Linked DNA regions of Sus scrofa: regions 1, 2, 4, 5, 6 and 7 are each linked to region 3. A link is a contact called in public HiChIP or PLAC-seq and promoter capture Hi-C data. All regions are on one chromosome and are shown on one strand. The core of a region is the stretch at or near the end of the contact, and the rest is flanking DNA. Distances in the headings are between cores, read along the strand shown. Region 1 holds the start of TPM3 (tropomyosin 3). Region 2 holds the start of EFNA3 (ephrin-A3). Region 3 holds the start of UBE2Q1 (ubiquitin-conjugating enzyme E2 Q1). Region 4 holds the start of CKS1B (CDC28 protein kinase regulatory subunit 1B). Region 5 holds the start of PBXIP1 (pre-B-cell leukemia transcription factor-interacting protein 1). Region 6 holds the start of ZBTB7B (zinc finger and BTB domain-containing protein 7B). Region 7 holds the start of KCNN3 (potassium calcium-activated channel subfamily N member 3).

Evidence for each region. Promoter capture Hi-C pulls out the DNA fragments that hold promoters and counts their contacts. HiChIP or PLAC-seq counts read pairs in DNA pulled down with a chosen protein or histone mark.
Region 1: a promoter capture Hi-C map of liver shows a contact between it and region 3, with 5 times the contacts expected there. The contact joins the promoter of TPM3 here to the promoter of UBE2Q1 in region 3.
Region 2: a promoter capture Hi-C map of liver shows a contact between it and region 3, with 5 times the contacts expected there. The contact joins the promoter of EFNA3 here to the promoter of UBE2Q1 in region 3. A contact is called at or near these places in 2 of 5 promoter capture datasets (fetal liver and liver), 2 of 47 Hi-C or Micro-C datasets (embryonic fibroblasts and mesenteric adipose tissue) and 1 of 2 datasets of contacts at active chromatin or transcription factors (skeletal muscle).
Region 4: an H3K27ac HiChIP or PLAC-seq map of alveolar macrophages shows a contact between it and region 3. The contact joins the promoter of CKS1B here to the promoter of UBE2Q1 in region 3. A contact is called at or near these places in 2 of 5 promoter capture datasets (fetal liver and liver), 1 of 47 Hi-C or Micro-C datasets (liver) and 1 of 2 datasets of contacts at active chromatin or transcription factors (alveolar macrophages).
Region 5: a contact with region 3 is called in a promoter capture Hi-C map of liver, with 13 times the contacts expected there. The contact joins the promoter of PBXIP1 here to the promoter of UBE2Q1 in region 3. A contact is called at or near these places in 3 of 5 promoter capture datasets (fetal liver, fetal skeletal muscle and liver), 9 of 47 Hi-C or Micro-C datasets (brain, embryonic fibroblasts, heart right ventricle and 4 more) and 2 of 2 datasets of contacts at active chromatin or transcription factors (alveolar macrophages and skeletal muscle).
Region 6: a contact with region 3 is called in a promoter capture Hi-C map of liver, with 12 times the contacts expected there. The contact joins the promoter of ZBTB7B here to the promoter of UBE2Q1 in region 3. A contact is called at or near these places in 3 of 5 promoter capture datasets (fetal liver, fetal skeletal muscle and liver), 3 of 47 Hi-C or Micro-C datasets (embryonic fibroblasts, liver and skeletal muscle) and 2 of 2 datasets of contacts at active chromatin or transcription factors (alveolar macrophages and skeletal muscle).
Region 7: an H3K27ac HiChIP or PLAC-seq map of alveolar macrophages shows a contact between it and region 3. The contact joins the promoter of KCNN3 here to the promoter of UBE2Q1 in region 3. A contact is called at or near these places in 4 of 5 promoter capture datasets (fetal liver, fetal skeletal muscle, liver and 1 more), 11 of 47 Hi-C or Micro-C datasets (alveolar macrophages, embryonic fibroblasts, fetal heart ventricle and 7 more) and 1 of 2 datasets of contacts at active chromatin or transcription factors (alveolar macrophages).

Annotation. Positions count from the first base shown.
Region 1 is chr4:95,548,113-95,551,262 of Sscrofa11.1, forward strand. TPM3 (tropomyosin 3) reads left to right here and starts at 1,715. Exons shown (of 8, transcript NM_001001632.1): 1 at 1,715-1,896. The coding sequence starts at 1,765.
Region 2 is chr4:94,717,626-94,720,741 of Sscrofa11.1, forward strand. EFNA3 (ephrin-A3) reads right to left here and starts at 1,725. Exons shown (of 6, transcript XM_013997020.2): 1 at 1,545-1,725; 2 at 1,497-1,542. The coding sequence starts at 1,623.
Region 3 is chr4:95,219,531-95,222,409 of Sscrofa11.1, forward strand. UBE2Q1 (ubiquitin-conjugating enzyme E2 Q1) reads left to right here and starts at 1,619. Exons shown (of 15, transcript XM_001929469.6): 1 at 1,619-1,797; 2 at 1,800-1,826; 3 at 1,829-2,067. The coding sequence starts at 1,743.
Region 4 is chr4:94,818,250-94,821,079 of Sscrofa11.1, forward strand. CKS1B (CDC28 protein kinase regulatory subunit 1B) reads right to left here and starts at 1,334. Exons shown (of 3, transcript NM_001243542.1): 1 at 1,224-1,334. The coding sequence starts at 1,282. SHC1 (SHC-transforming protein 1) reads left to right here. Exons shown (of 13, transcript XM_003355137.3): 1 at 1-1,777.
Region 5 is chr4:94,836,052-94,838,809 of Sscrofa11.1, forward strand. It overlaps PBXIP1 (pre-B-cell leukemia transcription factor-interacting protein 1), which reads left to right and starts at 1,314. Exons shown (of 11, transcript XM_021089739.1): 1 at 1,314-1,442. PYGO2 (pygopus family PHD finger 2) reads left to right here. Exons shown (of 3, transcript NM_001185175.1): 3 at 1-497.
Region 6 is chr4:94,795,469-94,798,391 of Sscrofa11.1, forward strand. ZBTB7B (zinc finger and BTB domain-containing protein 7B) reads right to left here and starts at 1,254. Exons shown (of 4, transcript XM_021089747.1): 1 at 1,137-1,254; 2 at 880-980.
Region 7 is chr4:94,928,419-94,931,403 of Sscrofa11.1, forward strand. It overlaps KCNN3 (potassium calcium-activated channel subfamily N member 3), which reads left to right and starts at 1,390. Exons shown (of 8, transcript NM_213985.1): 1 at 1,390-2,627. The coding sequence starts at 1,716.

The DNA of each region.
Region 1 (3,150 bases), core at 465-2,964, 330 kb after region 3:
TCTACACTCTAATTCTCTAGAGGAAAAGAGAGCTGCACCACAGGAGAGATTTATTACTATTACTTACTGAGAAGGTGGGAGGAATACAAAGAAACAAGTGGGAAGAAAAAAATTCTAAAGTCTCTTTACTTCTGTGCTTCTAAAAATCCTACAGAAGCAGTTTCTAATTCATAAATGATGCCTTGGAGGACCTGGAAGCAGAAGTGGCAGTGAAATTGGTGAAAGTTATGACACAGAACGGAGGTTGGGTTCCACAGGACTATAGTTTTTCAGGTAGTCACATCTTGCTGTTGCACAAAGGATCTGGTAACAGTAGTCCCTAACAGAGGATACTTTCCTAATAAAATGGGGCATAAAATACCTTCCCCACCTACAAAAGGAATTGTAAAGTGATGATTAATTACCAGGTCCTGAATCATTCAAGGTCTGGAGAATCCGGCCGGTTGGTAAATCACTGGTGTCTACTGACTCTCAAAAGTAACAGGGAAAAAGACCAGTACTTTATGCTTTAACTTTTGCTTTTCAGGGCTGCACCTGTGGCATATGGAAGTTCCCAGGATAGGGGTCCAATCAGAGCTATAGCTGCCAGCCTTCGCCAGAGGCGCAACAGCACCCAGTCCCTGCCGTGTCTGTGACGGCAAGGCAGATCACTTAACCCACTGAGCGAGGCCAGGGATAGAACTCGCATCCTCACGGATACTAGTCGGATTAAGGATCCGACTAGGAGCCATGAGGAAAACTTAACACCTGTATTTTAAATAGAACACTTATGTTCAAAACTGATGCCAAACAGATGGAGTTCCCCTTGTGGCGCAGTGGTTAACGAATCCGACTAGGAACCATGAGGTTGTGGGTTCAGTCCCTGACCTTGCTCAGTGGGTTAAGGATCCAGCGTTGCCGAGAGCTGTGGTGTAGGTTTCAGACGCGGCTCGGATCCAGCGTTGCTGTGGTTCTGGCGTAGGCCGGCGGCTATAGCTCCGATTCGACCCCTAGCCTCGGAACCTCCATATGCTGTGAGACCGGCCCTAGAAAAGGCAAAAAGACAAAAACAAAAAACAAAACAAAAAAAAAACTTGATGCCAAATAGATAGCGTTGTCAACCTGCCCATCTCTTCATCCCCCATTAATCCCCTTCATCGACTTTTAGGAAATGGGAAAGAACCTACCTGAGCAGCCTTTGAAAGGAGACTGGATATCTGGGCTCTTTTGAAGATGAGGCACAGAAAGACCAGGTTTTTTCTTAGTACCTGTTTGGAAGCCTTTATGGGGTATATGGTGGAGAGGTACACAGGGTGCCCTAGCGGGTAAGTGGTGGTGGATCAGCTGGGTAAGTAGTGGCCGATCAGCTCTGGGGAAGTGAGGGGTCAACTGCGAGTGTGTAAGGGGCCTCACAGGCCAACCATTGTGGACAGCCAGCCCCGCGGCTGGAGAGGTTTAATCACCACGCGCCTTCCGGTTACCATGGTAGCCCTCCCTCTTTCCAACCCCGCCCCCCTTTGCCTGCTGGAGGAAAATGCTGGGAGCGGTCGCCCCGGGCGACTGAGCGGTCCCGCCCTTCGCTCCCCGCGGCTGGTCTCCCTCCAGTGGACAGCCTTCCCGCCTGCCTGGCGGTGGGAGGGCGCGGCGGTGGTGGCGTCACGTCCGGGCGGGTGGGCGAGTTCCGGTATTTCAGGGCGGAGCAGGCGGAAGTAGGGGTGAGAAGCGGCTGCAGCGCCGAGCGGAGAAGGCAGGAACCCGATTGCGAGCAGGAGCTGGGTGGGCACCATGGCTGGAATCACCACCATCGAGGCGGTGAAGCGCAAGATCCAGGTTCTGCAGCAGCAGGCCGATGATGCAGAGGAGAGGGCCGAGCGCCTCCAGCGGGAAGTGGAGGGGGAAAGGCGGGCCCGGGAACAGGTACGGAGAGGGCGAGGCGAGTGAGGGAATGGCAGGCGCTGGAGCAGATGGGACCCCGAACTAGGTCCCATATTTGCGAACGAGCACGGTCCTTAGAGGGCCAGCATACTTGGTGATGAAGTTGGAGCCCGGAGGTTGGGTGGGGCTCAGCTTCTTTGGACATCTAGCGGGTGAGGGGGGAACGGGGTGCTCGAGCGAACAGGCGTGACCTTTGAAGGAATTGAGCCTCGCGGGCCTGAGGAGTGGTTTTCCTCCTTTCTCCCAGCTCATTCATTCAGTCGCTCTGAGCCGGGCGCGGCCGGGGGAGGGGCTCAAGCGGCCTCTCCCTCCCCCACTTCCCCGTCGAGGGCGGGGGGGATTTTGCTCTCGTTGGGGTTTCCGGCCTCAAGGGTGAGAGTAGGTGGCTGCCTCTCCAGTCTGGGAGGGGCAGAGCCGAATTTAAGGTGAAAGGGTGGGGGTTGAGGGTGGGACCCGCCGGAAAGCCCCCAGCCTAGCCTGCTGGTAGCTTTTCCGCTCCCTCCTCCTGCTCAGGAAATGAGGCAGCAGTCGGCCGAGAGGAAGCGCGGTGCCCTCCCTGGAGGAGGTTGAGGCCACAGCACCGCCTCCCATCCTCCGGCCTGGGGCCCTTTCCTCTTACGGGGAGCCCTTGCAACTGCTGAACCCATTCTCTCTGTCGACGTGAAGAGGGAGGGGAGGAGATGGTACTTCACTCCTTCTGTTAGTGCAAATGTAGGTATCAACAAAAACTTGCCTAGCTTCCACGATGACCTGGAAGGCAGGAACTTATGCCAGATTCAGGCGTTTATTGCTGAAGTGTGAAGAGTGCTAGCTGACCAGGTTAAGAACACTTCGTCCAAGCAGAGCTGATAAGCGAGTGTATGTTGCAGAGAATCTGATGGGGTGCCAATTTCTGTCAAGGTTTCTAGTTCGCGTGGTTGATGGAGTCAAGATACCGAGTTCCAAATAATGAATTCCCGGGGGTCTCTAGTGATGTTACTCTGCTCCTTTCCCAATTATCCACTACAGTGTTTTGTTTTGTTTAAGTTCAGTAAATATTTGTTCTACTGAAAGATGGAACATAAAATGTTAATGAGCCGAGGGGTGATTCTTGAAACCACTTTCTGTTTAGAAGGGCGATTTGTTATAGTAGGCTATGAGCTTTTCAGGGTCTAGGGTGCAGTCTAGTAGGTGGAGCTGATATCTTGAGTTGAGGCTTTGGTTTTGGAGGATCTTGAGGCTGGAGAGGAAAGTAAC
Region 2 (3,116 bases), core at 475-2,974, 500 kb before region 3:
TCCACTCCCTGCCAGACTCTAGCGGGGCGGGGGGCGGACGTGTGAGTCTGGGGGAGGGGGACGAGCTAGATAGAGCAGAGGAATCAGCCCCCAGCGCCCCCCAGAGTTCTCCGAGTCCCGCTCCGGGGGGGGGGGAGGGGCCGTATCCCCACCCCCGAGGTTTCCATGGGAAGCGAGGGGGGCGTCGTTGGCTCATCCCCACCCCCAGTCTGACACTCCGGGCGCGAGGAGGGAGAGAGGGGGAGGCGCAGAGCCCCAAACAACAAAGAGCAGAGCGGGCGAGCGGCGGCCCCTCCCCCGGGAGGTTGGGGGTCGCGGCCGCCCGGCCCTCCCGGTCCCCTCCCGTGAGGCCTCACTGTTTGCTCCCGAGTCGCCCCTCGGAGTGAGGAGCCAGAAGCAGTGGCGCTGCTGCTGCCTGGGCAGATGTGACAGTGACCCCCATGTCCCCAGGGATCCCCCCCGAACACACAGACACTCGGAGGCGGCCAGGGTGATACACACGGCGCCTCGGCGGGGAGGAGAAGACAAGGGCAGCAAGGACTGAGCAGAATGAGGACCTGACCCCGCAGCCAGCACCCAGCCGCCGCGCCACACACCCCGGGAAACCACACGGCCGCCCTGACACCCGCCCAGACCGCGGCGGCGCCGACAGCCACCCCAGCCCAGACACGGCCGGCCACGCGGACAGCGACCGCAGCCCCCTCCCCGACCCGTCGCCCGCTCCCACCCCTAGACGATCGCCGACGCAGACACACAAATCACACACTCAGACATACACGCACACTGACAGCCGCGCACGCCCGCTCACACTTGGAGCCACACGCCGTCCCCAGCTCGGGCGTGTATGTGCGTGTGTGACACGCCAACATCTCTTTGCCTCCCTTCCTTTCGCCGGTACCCCACGTTCCTATCCTAACCAAACAGCACCTCCAGAGCCCCCCAACTTGGCGACCCAGCTCCAGCTCACCCCAGCCAGGCTTATCCATACAATAAGGGTAACCCATTCACCTTCGTTCCGAGGTGGTGCTTCGTCGGACTCCTTGCCTCAGCTCTGGACCCCACTTTTAAAAGCAAGAGTCCTAGAACCCCTCGAAACCCTCACGGCTGAAAACAGGTCATCTCTGGGGCCCCCAAGTGCGGCGGCCTATCCCCAGCACACTGGTTCTCCCAAACACCAGCCCAGCTGAAGGGGGTTAAGATGGGGGGACTCTCGGGTGGGGGTAAGCTATTCGGGTGTGGAGAGAAGCCAAGGTGGGGCGGGGTGTCCCTGAGCAGCCTCCTCCGCACGGCCCAAGCCCTGGTTACCATACCTTAACAGCCTCTTTCAGACACCCCTCGAGTTTCATAGGCGCCCACAGAGTGTGTCCCCCTCTCCTTCGCCTCCTAGCCCCCAGCTGTAGTCCCCCAGGACTCCCACCCCAGCTTCCCCCAGGACTTCCTGGGCCTCCCCTTCTCACTGACGCGGGACGCACGGGCTCCCTGGGCCCCCGACTCACTGCTGGTTGGAGCTGTTCCAGTACACCGCATGCCGGTTCCCCAGCGCCCCCCGGGCCCCTGGGCCAGCAGCGGCAGCAGCGGCACGGGCACGAGCAGCAGCAGCAGCAGCAGCGGAGCCGCCGCCATCCCCGGAGCCGCCGCCGCCGCCGCCCCCCGACTGAGCCCCGCTCTCCCGGCTTCTTGCTTCCCAGCTCCCTGCAGCCGCCGCCGCCGCCGCCGCCGCCGGCCCCCGAGCCTTAGGCCACGCCCCCAACCCTTCCCTCCGCCTTCCCGGGCGCGCCCCCGAAGCCCCGCCCCTGGCGCGCTCCCGCCAGGCCCCGCCCCGCTCAGGCCCGGAGCGCGCGCGTGGGAGGTGAGGATAGTGCTGCCCCCTCAGGAACGACTGGAGCGCCTCGGCTCTCTTTCTTAGGTGTAATTTGCTTCTGCTGGTCCTGGGTCTTCTGCTCCCCATTCTGAAGTTCCCAGGCGAAGGATTAGGGAGGCCAAAACAGGGATCTCCATCTCTCCTCGGGAGCATTCATTTCTGGGATGGGGTGAAGGAGAATTGAAAAGAAGCGGGGGGTCTATCACCCCTTAACAAGAACTAGAACTCCCTCTTTTCTGAACAACGGGTCCTCTACTCTCTCCATGCCCCTCTTCCCAGGTGCATGAGGAGTCAGGTGGGTTCTAGAGGGTGGCAGAGAAGCCCCCTGCTGCCACCAAGGACCAGACAGCTGTTGACCTGAAGCCCCAGCTTCTTTTTCTCCGAGGTAGTGTAGAGGAGCCCAGCCCTCTAGAATGTCGATACTGGGGGCTGGAAGGGCCCTTGGCAGTCTAGGGCCCAAGGCAGAGGAGGGACCAAGGAGAGAGTCAGCCAGAGTGAAACAGGCTTTCCTGGGACACCTACAAAGGATTCTTCAGCCATACTCAACCAGGGCCCCCTCCCAGCGCAGCCAACAGTGTCCCCAGGCGTTCTCACTCCTCCTCTCACAGACTCTGACCAGAGAGCAGAGGGTAGAGCGCCCTGTGTTCCAGCTCTCACCATAGTCATTGTCCTCACAGTGACGTCCAGGCACAGACATTACACACACACGTTCAGGAGAAAAGGCACAGACACCAGAGGCAGAGAATGTAGAAACACAGGTATTTTGGAGTCCCCTGGAGGTGCAGCCGGGTAAGGATCTAGCGTCGTCACTAAAGTGGCACAGGTTCGATCCCTGGCCATGAGGGTGCAGCCGAAAAACAAAAGCTAAAAGAAAAAGAAGAAAGAAAGAAAGAAGAGAAAGAAAGGAAGAAAAAAGAAGCACACAGGCGTTTGACACAGACATACAGACACACAGATAACCCGGTGCTGTCAGATGACTGGAGATCTGTAGAAACCCAAGGATGAGGCACACAGAGACATAGGCGCACACACCCAGACACACGCACACACAGTGACTCACACACAAGCCCATGCACACCCTCTGACACACACGGGACTGTGCGCTCCCCCTTCTTTTCCTATGAAGTAGAAATTGAGGAAAAGGGTCTAGAATTCAGACCCGGGAGGTGTCCACACTTCATCCCCCTTTTTGGAGAGGCTCAGACCAAGAGCTACCAGGCGGACCAGATCTTGGACCAGACTCTCAGAACCCAAT
Region 3 (2,879 bases), core at 369-2,868:
ATAGATAAAAAGCTGCCCTGGCAATGTTGTTGGGTAATTAGAAACATTTGCAGGATCCCCTGACTCAGGAAGTATTCAGTAAACAGGAATTCTTTTTAAAAGAGGTATACTTGATCGGCAATACTCTGTTTCATGTGTATGGCAAAGTGATTCACATATATATTCTGAAATAATACTTCAGAGTATTTTCCATTACAAGTTATTACAAGATTTGAATATAGATCAATAAATGGGAGTTCTTACCACAACCTTTTATGCTCCCAACTTGCACATTCAGACAGAGGTGACATGCAGCAAACTCTTCAGTCTCCTCAAAGGAGATAAAACAGCCCTAGGCTAGTTCTACACCTCAATCATCTTTAAATACCAAGAGCCCAACTTAGGCAAAGAAGACTTTTAATCAACCACCACTGACGACATAAATGAGTAGCCCAATAGGAAGCACCGAGGTCAACTTCAAATAAATGTTAACTCACTTTAAGCCAAGTGAGAGGAGAAAGAGGCGATCTGGCCAGGTTCTCAAGCCCCGAGGCGTCTTGGTAGAATCCCCCGGGCCTTTCCACAGGCTAACACCTGCCCTTGGCAAAGGAACGCCAACTATGGGTCTCTGGAACCTCTGCCAGCTTTGTCCTTTGTGATAGTGCCACCTAGCGAGGCTCCAGAGGCACTGCTGCCTATCCCCGGCAATGCCGGGACCACTGCGACAAGGTGTTAGCGCTTAGGACTTGAGACTGGGAAAGTGGTCCGCCCAGGCTTGCGTCCCTCCATCTTACTGCCGGGTTAATGGTGTAAACTAGTCATGCACTGCTCCCATGACACCGCAGAGGAAGCCCGTGCCGTCCCACCCCAAACGTCGTCCAGACCCCGAGAGTCTGATAGCCGTGAAAGGTTAGCTTATTGGCTACTCTTCGTACATAATCGACCAGCAATCACTTCGTGATTTCAATTCCAATCCTCGGAGGGAGGCAAAGCAAGCATTACTATCCTCATCTGTCATTGCACAGATGAGAGAAATGAGGGAAGGTAATTAACCCAAGGTCACAGAGGGTCCTGGCCCTGCCAATCCGGCTCATTCTCCAATCCCATGTCCCTCATTCAGTGTGTGCCCAAGGGGACAGAGGCTCGGGCACCCTGCGCCGAGGACAAGCGTGGGTGCGCAGGACAAAGCAAATAGGCGACCGCAGCTCTCCGTCTTTCTTCCGACCACCGAGCGCCCGGCACGTTCACCGGTGCTCGGCGTAAAAGGGCCCAGAGCAGGAAACAGAGTCCCGCACAAGTAGCCCCTGGGAGCACGCGGCGCCGGGTCACGTGAGAGGGGAGAGCCGGCGAGGGCCGTCGCACGCACGCACGCACGCACACCCGCCGTACGTAAACACGCACTGAGGCTCTGCAAGCCGCGAGCTGAAGCCCTGGGTCACATGTGGAGGGTGGCCGCGGAGAACAAGGGGCGGGAAGAAGAGAGGTGTCACGTGAAGGAGGTCAGAACAGCGAAGTCACGTGAGAGGGGACGGAGGCGGAGTCTCCGAGAAGGAGGAGGAGGGGCGCGCGGCTTCCGGCGGCTGTGGGGGGGGCCAGGGAGCGGAGGGGGGGGGCCCTGTCCCAGAGGTGGCGGCGGCGCCATCTTGGCGAAGGGGGGATCAGGAAGTGCGGACCGCGGCGGCGGCGGCGGCGGCGGCGGCGGAGCCCGGAGCGGAGGCCGGAGGCTCCCGGCCCGCCGGCCCCGGAGCGGAGCGGAGCGGAGGATGCAGCAGCCGCAGCCGCAGGGGCAGCAGCAGCCGGGGCCGGGGCAGCAGCTGGGGGCCAGGGGGCGGCGCCGGGGGCCGGGGGCGGCCCGGGGGGGGCCCGGGGCCGGGGCCCTGCCTGAGGCGGGAGCTGAAGCTGCTCGAGTCCATCTTCCACCGCGGCCACGAGCGCTTCCGCATTGCCAGCGCCTGCCTAGACGAGCTGAGCTGCGAGTTCCTGCTGGCTGGGGCCGGAGGGGCCGGGGCGGGGGCCGCGCCCGGACCTCATCTCCCCCCACGGGGGTCGGTGCCTGGGGATCCTGTCCGCATCCACTGCAACATCACGGTGAGGACCCCTTCGCGTGCGCGTCTCTGGGGACCTCTTGTCTGGGACTCGGGATTACCCCACACGGCTTTTTGCTCTCCAAAGACCTGGGAGGCCGAATCCCCCTCTCGGGGCTAGGCTCCTTTTCTCCAGGTTACACTTGTTTGTGCCGTTTGAGGTTCTGTCGTGCACCTGGAAAGAATCTCTGCCCTTCATAGTGAGGGACACCCGACATATGGCGCCTCAACTACCCCTTTCCACTAACCCACCCACATCCATGGGTTCATGATTTTGGCTACTAAGCAACTTTACCTTGCCACCCAAGAATGCCCCTCTCATCCCCCCACTATCACCTGAAGGTTCCAGGCTGCTGCACTGACTTGAGCTGGAAGGACCTCCCTTGGAACTCTGCAGATTTCAGTGATGCCCCCTTTTCAGTAGCACCTTTGATTTAGGACGTTGCCACCTGTGGGATCCCTGCCCAGGCATCTCTTATTTAGCCCCTCTTTCAGTTTTATTAAGTGATAGTTTGCAGTTCAGCGACTCCTCTTTTTGGATTCCCTTTTATTCTGGTATAACCTCTAACTCTCCTCTTGCCCCAGCTGGTAGTCGCCACTCCCCTCCTGGTCCCTGTGGGTATCTCTCGTTGTCTTGGGTTCTTGCCTTTCCTGGTAATGATGGTGACGTTTGGGGGCTATCCCGTTTATTCTGACAGTTCCTTCTTTTTTCCTAGTGAACATCATACCATCCTAGGTGCGCTAGAGTAGGAGGCACCTTACATGTCCTAGGCTATACCCTCAAACATCCTGTGAAGAGGTTTGGCCTCTGATAAT
Region 4 (2,830 bases), core at 84-2,583, 400 kb before region 3:
AAAAAACAAATAAAAAAAGCAACACATAATAAAACCTCTTCTCTTAAACCAGGTATCACTGCCAAGTCTTACATATTCCAGGGGAGGAAACTAGTGATGTTCCCCTAGCCCTTATAAATTATAAGCACCTAATTTTAGTTAGCCTCCTTTAGATGGAGAGGAAAACAGGTGAGGAAAAGAAAGTTAATTAGGTCCAAACAGGGCTCGGGGTCTTTTCCCAACCATGTGGCATACATATAGTTATGTATTTGTTGGCACACTCCAAGTTCTCCAGAGGGCCCAGAGCCCTGCACTAGGCTGCAGAAGAAATACAAAACAACCAAGCTTCCAGGTGTTTTAAGTATTACAATTAACACAGATTGGTGGAATGCCAACATTTGCAGAACTCCTTTTCTTCCCTAATTTTCTAATCTAGAATTATGGTTAGGATTTATCAAATGCAAACTCTGGAGCGACTCACTTTCTTCGCTGTGCTTGGCAAGTCCTACTGCTCCCATCACAGCCTGTACAAAGTTCTATCATGCCAAGTACCACCTTCTGAGTATTTCCACAGACTTAAAAAAGTTTTGGTGAAAGCAGGCACCATGGCTTATCCCTGCACTTTAGCACAACATCTGAAACCTATAAGCTGTTTCCCAAGTAGATGCCCTTCAAATATTTGAAGGTCATCTATTAGGTCCGTATTAAGTCTTTACTCAATGCTTCTGGCCAGTTTTATTCCACTCCTGATCTTCAAAGCCCCCTTCCTATAAAACAAGCCAGACAACCACGCTCCTTTTCCAAGAATTAATGAACACCACTCAGGCTCTCTCAGAACTCCCCTCACTTTGAAGAGGCGAGGAAAATTCGAGCTTCTCCCGACCCCAGAGGCTCTGTGGTGTTGCGGTGATACAAGCAGTCTCAAGAAGTCAAGTTCAATCTGCTGAGCAAATTGGAGAGAATGATCCAGAAACCCTCAAGAGTGGGGATGGTCAGCACTCTAACCACGCCCACCTACGCCTCCTCCCCACGGGAGAGCTTACTACAAATTCACTACCACTTTTAGGCTTTTTTGAGCGACCCCCTACCCTTAGCGCATGCGCCTTACGCTCAAAGCGCACACCCATTCCCGTTAACCTCTTGCGCATGCGCCGACTCTATACCTTCGGTCCCTGTTACTAATTCCTCGTGCCCACACTTGTCAAAGCTCACCACCTCGATACTGCCCCCGCGCCGGCACTAACCGGTACTCGAACTCCTCGTCGTCGTATTTGTCCGAATAGTAAATTTGTTTGTGCGACATGATCGCTCTGCCAGAGGACCGTCAACACCGCACCGCCAACCTCCAAACAACTCCCAGCAGCACGCGCTCCCACCCTCTTTGGCCTCGCTTTCAAACACGCCGCCCGCGCTTCCTATTGGTCCGCCTGGCGGAAGGCGGGACAACTCCACTTCCAAGCCTTCGATTGGCTTAGATTTGCTTCTCTTCAGGTCCTTATTGGAGTGCACTGCTTAAGTTTCTAAAGAAAAACGTAGGGCAAAAATAGGCCTCTTATAGGCTATCACTGCCCTGTGAGCGTTCTCGCGCATCATTGGCTGATTTGGGAAAGTGGGACGGGTGAAGGAGGGACGATGAGGTAGAGGGTCAGGGGTTAGTAAGGCCGGAAGTGAGTGCAATAAAGTTTCTCCAGGGAGGCCGGGCCCGGGGAGAAAGTTGGAGCGGCGACCTAAGGAGGCAGTGGCGTGATCCGGAACCAAATCGACCCGCGGTGCGGTGCGGAGACCCCATGAAGCCCTGGTGAGTTGGGACCTTTTTTTTTCTCCTTAGGCGAACCTCCCCTCCACCCCGGAACCCCTCTCCCGGGACCCTACTTCCGGTCTTCATTTATAAGTCCCGCCCCCTGCGACCCCCTCCCCGGAAGTCCCACCTCCCAACTTCAGGGGGCTCCCTGAACCCCGACTTATTTTCCGTTTATTGTCCCCGACCCCACCCCGTCGCCCAGCTTTCCTGGAAGTCCCACCCCTAGACATGCTTCCAAGCCTTACTCCTAGAAACCCAACGTTAAGTCTTTCCAATTACCCGAAACCCCGCCTCGCGACGATTCTCCGCTAACTCCTGTCTGTCAAAAAGCCTATCTCCCCAAAGGGCAAAGCCCTGCCCCTCAAAGATCTGCTTGAATTCGTGAAGCCACTCCTCTCTAGGGTTTCCGCCCCTCTAGAAGCTCCGCCCCTTCCCTAATCCACGTCTGATCGCCCAGAAGCCTGGCCTCCTGGAAATCTCTGATGCACGCGTCCTAAGGGACCACGCCCCCTCAAGATCTTTATCCCTGTAGGTCCCAGGTCATCGCCTGGGGAGCTTTGTCTTCAGCCCCTGGAACGTCACCTGCTTACATTTCCCTGTTCTTTTTCTCTTTGGGGCCTCTAGCTCAATTTTCCTGAGCTCTCATGCTCCACCGGGTAGGAAGGCAAAAGTTCACATCTCTGGTTCTGAGAAGTAAGAGATTAGAGGCAGCCCTTGTCCTTATCCCCTTACAAGGGTGGACCTACTTGTAGGGGGCTGGACTTGGGGTTTGGCACGAGAGCGGGAGGGAGACTTGCTCATAGACTCCCAACCCCACTCCCTGAGTTTCCCTTCCCAGGACCGACTCCACCCCAGAAACAGCTGTTTGTCTCATACCTGTCCATCGTCGTCGTCGTGGTCATCGTCGGGAGCTGGGTAGGGCCATGGATTTGTTGATGTGCGACATGTGGGTGTGACAGAAGCGCAAATTTTCTATCACCAGAAAGTGGCTTGCAGTGGGTTAGGGAACAGTGTCCTTTTTGCTCTTTGATTTTTTTTTTTTTTTTTTTT
Region 5 (2,758 bases), core at 64-2,563, 380 kb before region 3:
CCCTCACAGCTGCTCCCTCCCTTACAGCCAGAGCTCACATTCCTCGGTGGGGTGGGGAAGGCAGGCTTGGGGCGTGGCCCCGACGGGAGCCGGGGGTCCCTTGCTGGCCCTTCCCCGTGTGAAGAGAAGACACGGATGCTGCAGAACTTGGCCAGTGCAGCATTCAGCCTTTGAGGCTGTGAAAAAGAAGGCAGCGGCCTCTGGGCTTCTCTTCTCCAGGGTTCTTCCCACCGGACAGCAGAGATGGCACCCCCCTCCCTCAACTTTGTGTTGTGTTTGTGGTTCTGTTCGCTCCTCTTCCATCTGTTGCTATTTTTGTGGTCTCTCCCATGGCAGCATTTTGTAAGGTGGCTCCTGAGGGGCGGCGGTGGTGGTGGGGTGTCAGCTCAATCCCTCTCTCCCCCTCACTCCACAACTTTTTGGAAGCAAGTGGGGGTGGCAGAGATGTGGGGAAAGTTTTGTACGGTTGGATTAATAAAATGACTTTGGAAAATCCAGACTGGAGCCCTTGCTGTTGATGTGTGGGTACAAGGCTGGAATGGGCCAGTCATCCCTGGGCAGGTTGGTTGGGGGTGAAGATAGGTATCCGTGTGTGTGTGGGGGGGTGTCTCTGGAAGTGGGAACAGCAGAAAGATTCAGCCCTCTGGGCTGGCCCTGGTACAAACAGCTAAGCCCAGGGAGGCCTGTGCTCCCTGCCTCTCCCCCCGTGTCCCTGCTGTGAGGAACAAGTTTCCTTTCTGAGCACATTCCTGGGCCAGGCCTGGAGCCAAGCCGGAGCTTTGGCTCCAAGTCTTCAGGGGAGACAACTGTCTTTAGTGCTTGGGGGTTTAGCGCCCACAACCCCACTCCCCAGTTATTTGGGTTAGGCAGCGAGCATAGCTCCAAGGGTGGGATCAGGGGCTGCCCCTGGGTCCGGAAGTTTTCATTTTTGGATACTTTTCAGGCCCCCCTCATCTTTTTTTTGTAAATAGCGGCATCCTTAAACAATCCGCACTGGGGCAGCATGAGAGTGGCCGAAGGGCTATTTCCAACCCGCAATTGGCCACTCCCCTCCCCCATCCTGCAGCTGTCTCTGTCTATCCTGGGACCAACCTGGCCCCTTGTCTTAGAGAAGCCACCCTTTGCCTTTCAGTTTTGGGTCTTGGCTCCAGAAATTCTTTAGACGCTGCTCCCAGGAGGGGAGGTGACAATATTCAGTTTGCTGGCACTCCAGCCGTCCCGCAGGGAGGGGAACCAGGTTGCGGGGCTCTGCAGTTCCCCCCCTCCTTTCCCCTCCCGTGGCTCTCCAGTCTAGCTGTTATTGGCCAAAAGTTTCCGCCCCCTCAGGGAAGTTGACTTTCTATTGGCCGGTTCTAGGTCACATGACCTGCCTTTCTTGGCGCTGTAAAGCTGGAGAGGCAGCAACAAGTTCAGGGGAAGACTGAAGCCAGGAGCAGGATCAGGTAAAGCCCCGGTGAGAAGGGCCCACAGGGATCCCTGTGCGAGGAAGGATAGAGGTGAGGGGGGCCAGAACTCCAGCGGTTGGGCTCCTCCGAGGATCTTCAGAGCTAGTTTGTCGCTTCTTGGCCGGCGGAAGGGGGATCATGGGCGGCCGTTTCCAAAACAGGAACTTGCTTTAGGTCTCCCAGGCAAGTTTTTGCAGCCCTGTGTCATTTGCTCTAGAGATTTGGGGGAGCAACTCTTATGGGGGGTTGAAATCAGCTAGACGAGACTTTCCAGCTTTTTACGGAGGGTGGGAGAGCTCCCCCTTTAGTTGTCTTTTGGAAGTAGCCCAAGTTCCTGACAATCCTTATAGGGTGTTTTTGTTGAATCCTACTTGAATGAAAAGAAAGAGGAGGGGGTGGAGGTGGGTTTTCTTCCTAGAGGTTGATGAGAAGAAAGAGATCTGAAAACACCGTGGGCCAGGGTGGAGATTAGACAGCTGGAGGAACTTCCTAATAGGGCAGTGAGATGCTGGCTTGGGAGAACAGGGAGATCTTTTGGAATCTTGGGTGAACCCAACCAAGGGAGAGAGACCAACAAGTATTTGGAACTCTGAGTGCAGGGGTTCCGGACTGTCTCCTGTTTAGGTCTCAGAAGTGTTTGTCTTGTTGACCCAAATACCTTGCTGGTTTCCATGGAGACAGTGGGTCTGACATCACTGTGGTTACCATGGTGCCTGGTTCTGGAGGACCGGAGCAGGCCGTATACAGCTAAGGATAAACAGGGACTTCAGCCCAAGCTGCTGCCACTTCCCTGCCACCACCTGTTAAAAGTCACACACAGCAACTGAGGATGGGGAGATGATGACAGAACTGTGGGGGAGGGGCTTGAGACCAGAAGGCTGCACAGTGATGGTTCTCTGGATGCCTGTGAAGCCTGCCAGGGGTGTCCTGTGGGATGTGGGGAAGTCATTGCGCCCTTCTCCTGTCTCCTTGTGGGGTGGGTGCATGCGTTTGGAAGGCATAGGTCTTGGGAGACACTGTGAGGTGTCCTTCATCTGTCCTGGGCTTGGATCTTGACGCACAAGGGCCACAGGAGGTTTGTAGGGCACTGAGTAGGACTCACTTGAGCTCAAACAGAAGAGGGCAGTGTGGCGGTTTCCTAGGGTAGAAGTGCCATGCTTGTTCCCCAGCCTCGCTCCTTTTCCCAAGGTTTCCTTTTAGAGTCCTTTACCACTTGCCACCCCTCTCACCCCTCAGCAAGCCGTCATTTAGCCCCTTCTAAAGGATCAGAATCTAAGACTCTAGGGGGTCAGCTCATCTCTCCCTCCACCATT
Region 6 (2,923 bases), core at 4-2,503, 420 kb before region 3:
GGAAATTGAAAGCAGCGCCCCCCACCCCTTTGAATGGCAGCCCTCTGCCAGCGGCGCTCAGACTAGGTTCTACAACAACACAGTAGAGACCCCCACCCGGGGTAGGGGCAGGTGCGCCGGCGCCGGTGGGGGAGACGGGTGGTAGGGAGAATTCTTCCCAGTCGCCCACCCTGGCTCCTAGGTTCTAGGGGCAGGAGCTGGCTTTGAAAAGGTGGCGGCGGTACTGGAGCCTGAACGAAGAGAGTGAGATAGAGGGGCGGCAAAGAGAGGGGTCTTTCTAAGTCATTCGGAGGTTGTCGCTGAGCCCCACTGTCGGCAAGAGAGCGCAGCTCTGGAAGCGCAAGAAACCGAATAGTCCAGCCGGTAACTTTCCCCCAAGCCGCGGCTCCTCCAGTGCTCCCCCCACCCCCCATGCAACTGGCCCGGGTCCAACCCACCGCGCCAGGGGGCGCGGTGGGGGTGGGGGGGAGCGTTGTCCTAGTTAGAGTCCGTCAGCATTTCCATTCCCTCAACTCGGTCGGGTCGGGGGTCTCCCCCTAAAGTCACGAAGGAGACTGGGGGAGCGCTCAGCGCCGCCTCACCCTCTCTCCATCCCGGAGCCGCCAGTCTGTCTGATTCCAGAAGTGCAGAGAAAGTTTCTGCGGGACCCTCGGCCTTGGGTTGGGGGGGGCAGCCGTAGTTCCATCTCTACCTTTCCTCCCAGTTAAAATCAATTCCAAAGACCCGGAGTATTGGGAAGGCACCGGGAAGGGGAGTGGTGGGAATCTGGTCTGCATGCGTGTGTGGGGGGGGTCCCACTTTCAGGACGGACGAAGGACACTGCAGTAGTCTCAAGCCTAGGGGACCCTGAGGCAGGAGACAAAAATGGGGTACACTCACCTCTCCGCCTTTGGGTCCGCTGGCTGGAGCTGCTGAGGCTCAGGGTGTGGGGAGAAACGCGTCCCCGGCCAGGCCCGGGGGCTTGGGGCCCTGCTCCGGTCCTGGTCAGAAGGCCGCGGTCAGTGGCTCGCCGCTCTCTGCTGGGGGGCTCCTCCTCCGCAGCCCTCTGCCTCCTCCTGCCGCCCGCCCCCCCTCGGCCGCTGAGAACCGTACATTCACCTGGCTCCCACCCGCCCCCCCCTCAGGGCCCGCCTCACCTGTCCTGCTGTCTCACCTGTCCTCCTGCTTGCTTTCCCCCCATCCCTCCCCTCCCTCCCCCCGCCCCCTGCCACCCCCCAAACTCCCCCCCACCCTTAGCAACACCCTCTGTCACTTCCTGGTTTTTCACCCGCCCCCCCAGGCCCCCTCCCTCCGCCCAATAAGGACATAAACTTCAACCCCTTGGTCCAGCCAGTCTCTGCAGGGCGCAAATGGATCCCTCCCTCCTTTTTCGCTCTCTTCTTCCAAGCTCTTACTTTGCTCTCCGAGCCTTTCCCACCCTCCTCTTTTCCCTCCTTCCTTCCTTCTCTCTTTCTCCCTTCACCTGCCGCGGTCCTTCTCCCCCCCTCCCTCTCCCTCTCCCTCTCCTCTTGCTCCTATCTCTCCCAGTCCACCTTAACTCTAGCTCCGCCCTCGACCCCCTTCCAGCCCTCCGCCGCAGCTCCGCCCTGCCCCCTGCACTCCACCGCCCTGTCCACCCATTGGCCTGAACACCTGCCCATCTCAAGTGGGTCCCGCCTTGCGTTCTTCCAGGGAGGGGGCGGAGCCGAGGGACTGGCCCGAAACCTGGAGGAGGGGAAGAGGAGGGGGCAGTGTCCGCAGCGGCCAGGGAACCGAGCACCCCCATCAAGGGCTCCCACTCCTCCCAGAGGGGCTTCTGTAGGGTCAGCGCCTCAGGAGGGAAGGGTATGAGGAGGTTAAAGATAGCCTAGGTGGGGGCGAGGCGGGGATTTAGGGGATTGAAGGAGGGGGTCCCGTGAGGGGCTAGAATCAGGTCAGGGCCCCAGGAGGTAGGGGGAGGGGAACCACCCGGCCATCAACTCCAGCTCCTACGCCCCAGCCCCCCGCCCCTTAGAGGGAGCGGGGGAGTTGAGGCTGCAGGCACCCTGCGTCCCTCCCCACGCGTGACAGCGCCCCGCAGGGAGGGAACGGCGCCCTGGGCAAGCAGCCTCTGAGCTCCAGCCGGTGCCCGCTGCGGCCTTGGCATTGTCAGAGGGGAGGGGCCAAGTCCACGAAGGGGGAGGGGGAGGCAAGCACACACTCCTGCTCCCCGCCTCCATCCGTCGTCCCCTAAGTGGAGAAACTGAGTCTCCGTGAAGGAGGGACCTCTGGACTTGAATTCGCTCCGAGATCCAAGTGGCAGGGGGGGGGGGCTGAGTCTTTTAGAATGGGTTTGCGGGGGGACCAGGATATGTACTTCAGTGCCCCCAACTGAGGAAGGTAGCGCGTGTGGGACGCTTCCAACTGGGCCTGCGGCGCTACGTACCCCAAAGAGCCCCTCCCACTAGTGTAAAACGGATTCAAATCCGGCTACCGCGGGCCAGGTTCCGCTCCCCGCGGCCGGCCGGGCCGAACCGGGTCGGACTTGCTTTCTCCAACCCCAGCCCCCTCCGCAGGGGGCCTCCCTCCCTTTCCAGCAGGTGGCTCCGCGGGACACCAGCTCAACCTGTTGGACCACAATGGGCGGCGCCAGGGGGGCCCTGGCCCTCACCCGGGCTGACCCGGGATCCCCGCTCGGGGGGGGGGGGGGAGGGGCGGAGTCCCTTTCCCTCCCTCCCTCTCCCTCCGGCCGTGACTCAGCCTCGGGGCCGCTGCCCTGCTCCCCAGCCAGGGGCGGAAAGTGTGAGGCGCCCCTGAGGGCCCAGGCCAAACCAAACAGCCCCCCACCCCAGACATTATCTCACTGGAGAATTAGGGGGGCTCTAGGAAGGAGGGGTAGCAGCAGCAGGCATGGGGCGCTCTCACTCGGGTGATCCGCTCCAGGTTTTCCTATCGTCCCTGTCCC
Region 7 (2,985 bases), core at 140-2,639, 290 kb before region 3:
GTGCACGTGTGTGCATGTTTGTGGGCCAGGGAGTGCACACCTATGTACACGTCGTGTGCACTTGCATATGCGTATCTTTCCTCCTCTTTCCCCTTCCTACCAGAGGCCAAGGGGTGATGGGAGACACAGGAGATATGCAGGAAGACGCTGCCCCCTAAAGCCCCAGGTGTGCCTGGGGAATCTCATCACGGCCCCCTCCTCACTGACCCGTGGGTCTGCTGCACTTAGAAATGGAAATGAATTCAGCTGGGGCCCCATCTCTTTTGGAACGCCCTTTGCACACAGTGGGAGCTTAATAAATACTTGATGATGGCTCTGAACCTGGGAAGCCAGCAGCTGTTCCCAGCTCTGACTCTCAGAGCTGCTTGGGACAGGTCAGGTGGGGTGTGACCACAGGGGGGTTTCAGTCTTCCTGCCAGACCCTCCTGTGACTCCAAGTCTGCCAGAGTCACAGTCCACGTCACACATCGTGCTTTGGGGAGGCCGGTTCTTCCTCCACAGCCTCTCTCTGGCTCGTTCTCATCCATCGTTTGAGCAAATTTATGGAGCAACCACTCTGCCCTGAACATCATCATGGAATGGCATCCTGGGAGATGGTATGGGAACTGCGGGGTCAGACTGACCCGGGTTGGAATTCTAGCAGCCTTAATTACAAACAGGGTGACAGCTGGCAAATTACATATCTGTGCCTGAGTGATTTTTTTAAAAACGGGTTTCATCTGTAAAAGGAGAGTGATGACATCATCTTCATAGGGTTGATGTGAGGCTTAGAAATAACAGATGCTCCTGCTCACGTACTGCAGGCAGTTCAGTCAGTGAGCTTGTCTACCTGGAGTCAGTTGGATGTGGATGCCCTCTGCTTCTGTGACCTTGAGGTTGTTGCTCAGTATCTCTGAGCATCAGTTGGTGAAATGGCAACACGATGCCCACCTCCGTGGGTGTCTGGAGGTTGTAGCTGGATAATATGTGTGAAACAACCTATGGCAGACCCTGGCCATTAATAACTGTCTTCCTGCCTTTTGACCCCTTATCCGGGTGCATAGCGCCCCTCCGTAGGACGACCTCGGCTCCTCCTCCCCGCCCCCCGCCCCCTCGTGCGCTTACATCCCGGATCGCCGTGGGCTGCCGGGTTTCTGCCATACCTGTCAGAGGAAAGAGGGCAGCCGCTCAGCTCCAGGGTGGCGAGCGGAAACTACAGTTCCCAGCCCTCGCTGCGCTGCCGCCAGGGCAGGGAGCGGAGCGCGGCAGGCCCCTCCTCCGGGGAGGAGCCTATGCTGGGGGGCGGAGTTAGGAGGTGGTTGGAGAGTTAAGCCAAGCCAATGAGACCAGCTGCTAATAAGTGGGCTTGGCTTACCCTATAACAGTGGCAGGAGGAGGAGAGCGAAGCTATTGAGCCAGCGAGGAGTGAAGCTGAGCCTGGCCTCACACGCTCCTGGAGGACCACCTCCTGAGACAGAGTTCTTTTTCCCCCTTCTTCTTCTTTCTCCAAGCGCCCCTCCTGCTCTCCCTCCGTGCCCAGTACAATGCATTCTTGAGTGGCAGCGTCTGGACTCCAGGCAGCCCCAGAGAACCGAAGCAAGCCAAAGAGAGAGGGCTGGAGCCAAGACACTCTGGTGGGGGAGCTTGGATGCCTGGCTTTCTTTGAGGACATCTTTGGAGCAAGGGTGGCTTTGGGGTGGGGGGCTGTGCTGCAGGAAATCCAGCCAGGCCCCAAGATGGACACTTCTGGGCACTTCCATGACTCCGGGGTGGGAGACCTGGATGAAGACCCCAAGTGCCCCTGTCCATCCTCCGGGGATGAGCAGCAACAACAGCAGCCGCCGCCGCCGCCACCGCCGCCGGCACCACCAGCAGCCCCCCAGCAGCCCCCGGGACCCCCGTTGCAGCCTCAGCCTCTGCAGCTTCAGCAGCAGCAGCAGCAACAGCAGCAGCAGCCACCGCATCCCCTGTCTCAGCTCGCCCAACTCCAGAGCCAGCCCGTTCATCCCGGCCTGCTACACTCCTCTCCCACTGCTTTCAGGGCACCCCCTTCGTCCAACTCCACCGCCATCCTCCACCCTTCCTCCAGGCAAGGCAGCCAGCTCAATCTCAATGACCACTTGCTTGGCCACTCTCCAAGTTCCACAGCCACAAGTGGGCCTGGTGGAGGCGGCCGGCACCGGCAGGCCAGCCCCCTGGTGCACCGGCGGGACAGCAACCCCTTCACGGAGATCGCCATGAGCTCCTGCAAGTACAGCGGTGGGGTCATGAAGCCCCTCAGCCGCCTCAGCGCCTCCCGGAGGAACCTCATTGAGGCTGAGCCTGAGGGCCAACCCCTCCAGCTCTTCAGCCCCAGCAACCCCCCCGAGATCATCATCTCCTCCCGGGAGGACAACCATGCCCATCAGACCCTGCTCCACCACCCCAACGCCACCCACAACCACCAGCATGCCGGCACCACTGCCAGCAGCACCACCTTCCCCAAAGCCAACAAGCGGAAAAACCAAAACATTGGCTATAAGCTGGGACACAGGAGGGCCCTGTTTGAAAAGAGGAAGCGACTGAGTGACTATGCTCTGATTTTTGGGATGTTTGGAATTGTTGTTATGGTGATAGAGACCGAGCTCTCTTGGGGTTTGTACTCAAAGGTAGGGGCTGCAGTTTCTCTTTATACCTTGAACAAAAGGCATATGTAGGTAGAGAGAGAGAGAGAGAAATGAGAGATGAGAGAGATCGGGGGAGAGAGAGAGATGGTGGTGGTGGTGGTGGTGGTGGTGGGGAGAGGCATTGGCTCCGTTATATTGAACACTCAACTTCCCATGGTTTTCCTGCTTAATCCTGGGAGAATTCATTCCTTGCTTTCTTGGGGGGGGGGCGGACACCCCACACGCTGTGTCTCATTTGCAGACTCTGTGTTAGGGAGGATTAAAGAATCCCTTCTGAGAAATCATCTTTCCTCCCGGCTCACTCGTACTAAAGCATAACCCAGCAGCTTAACGCACCAAT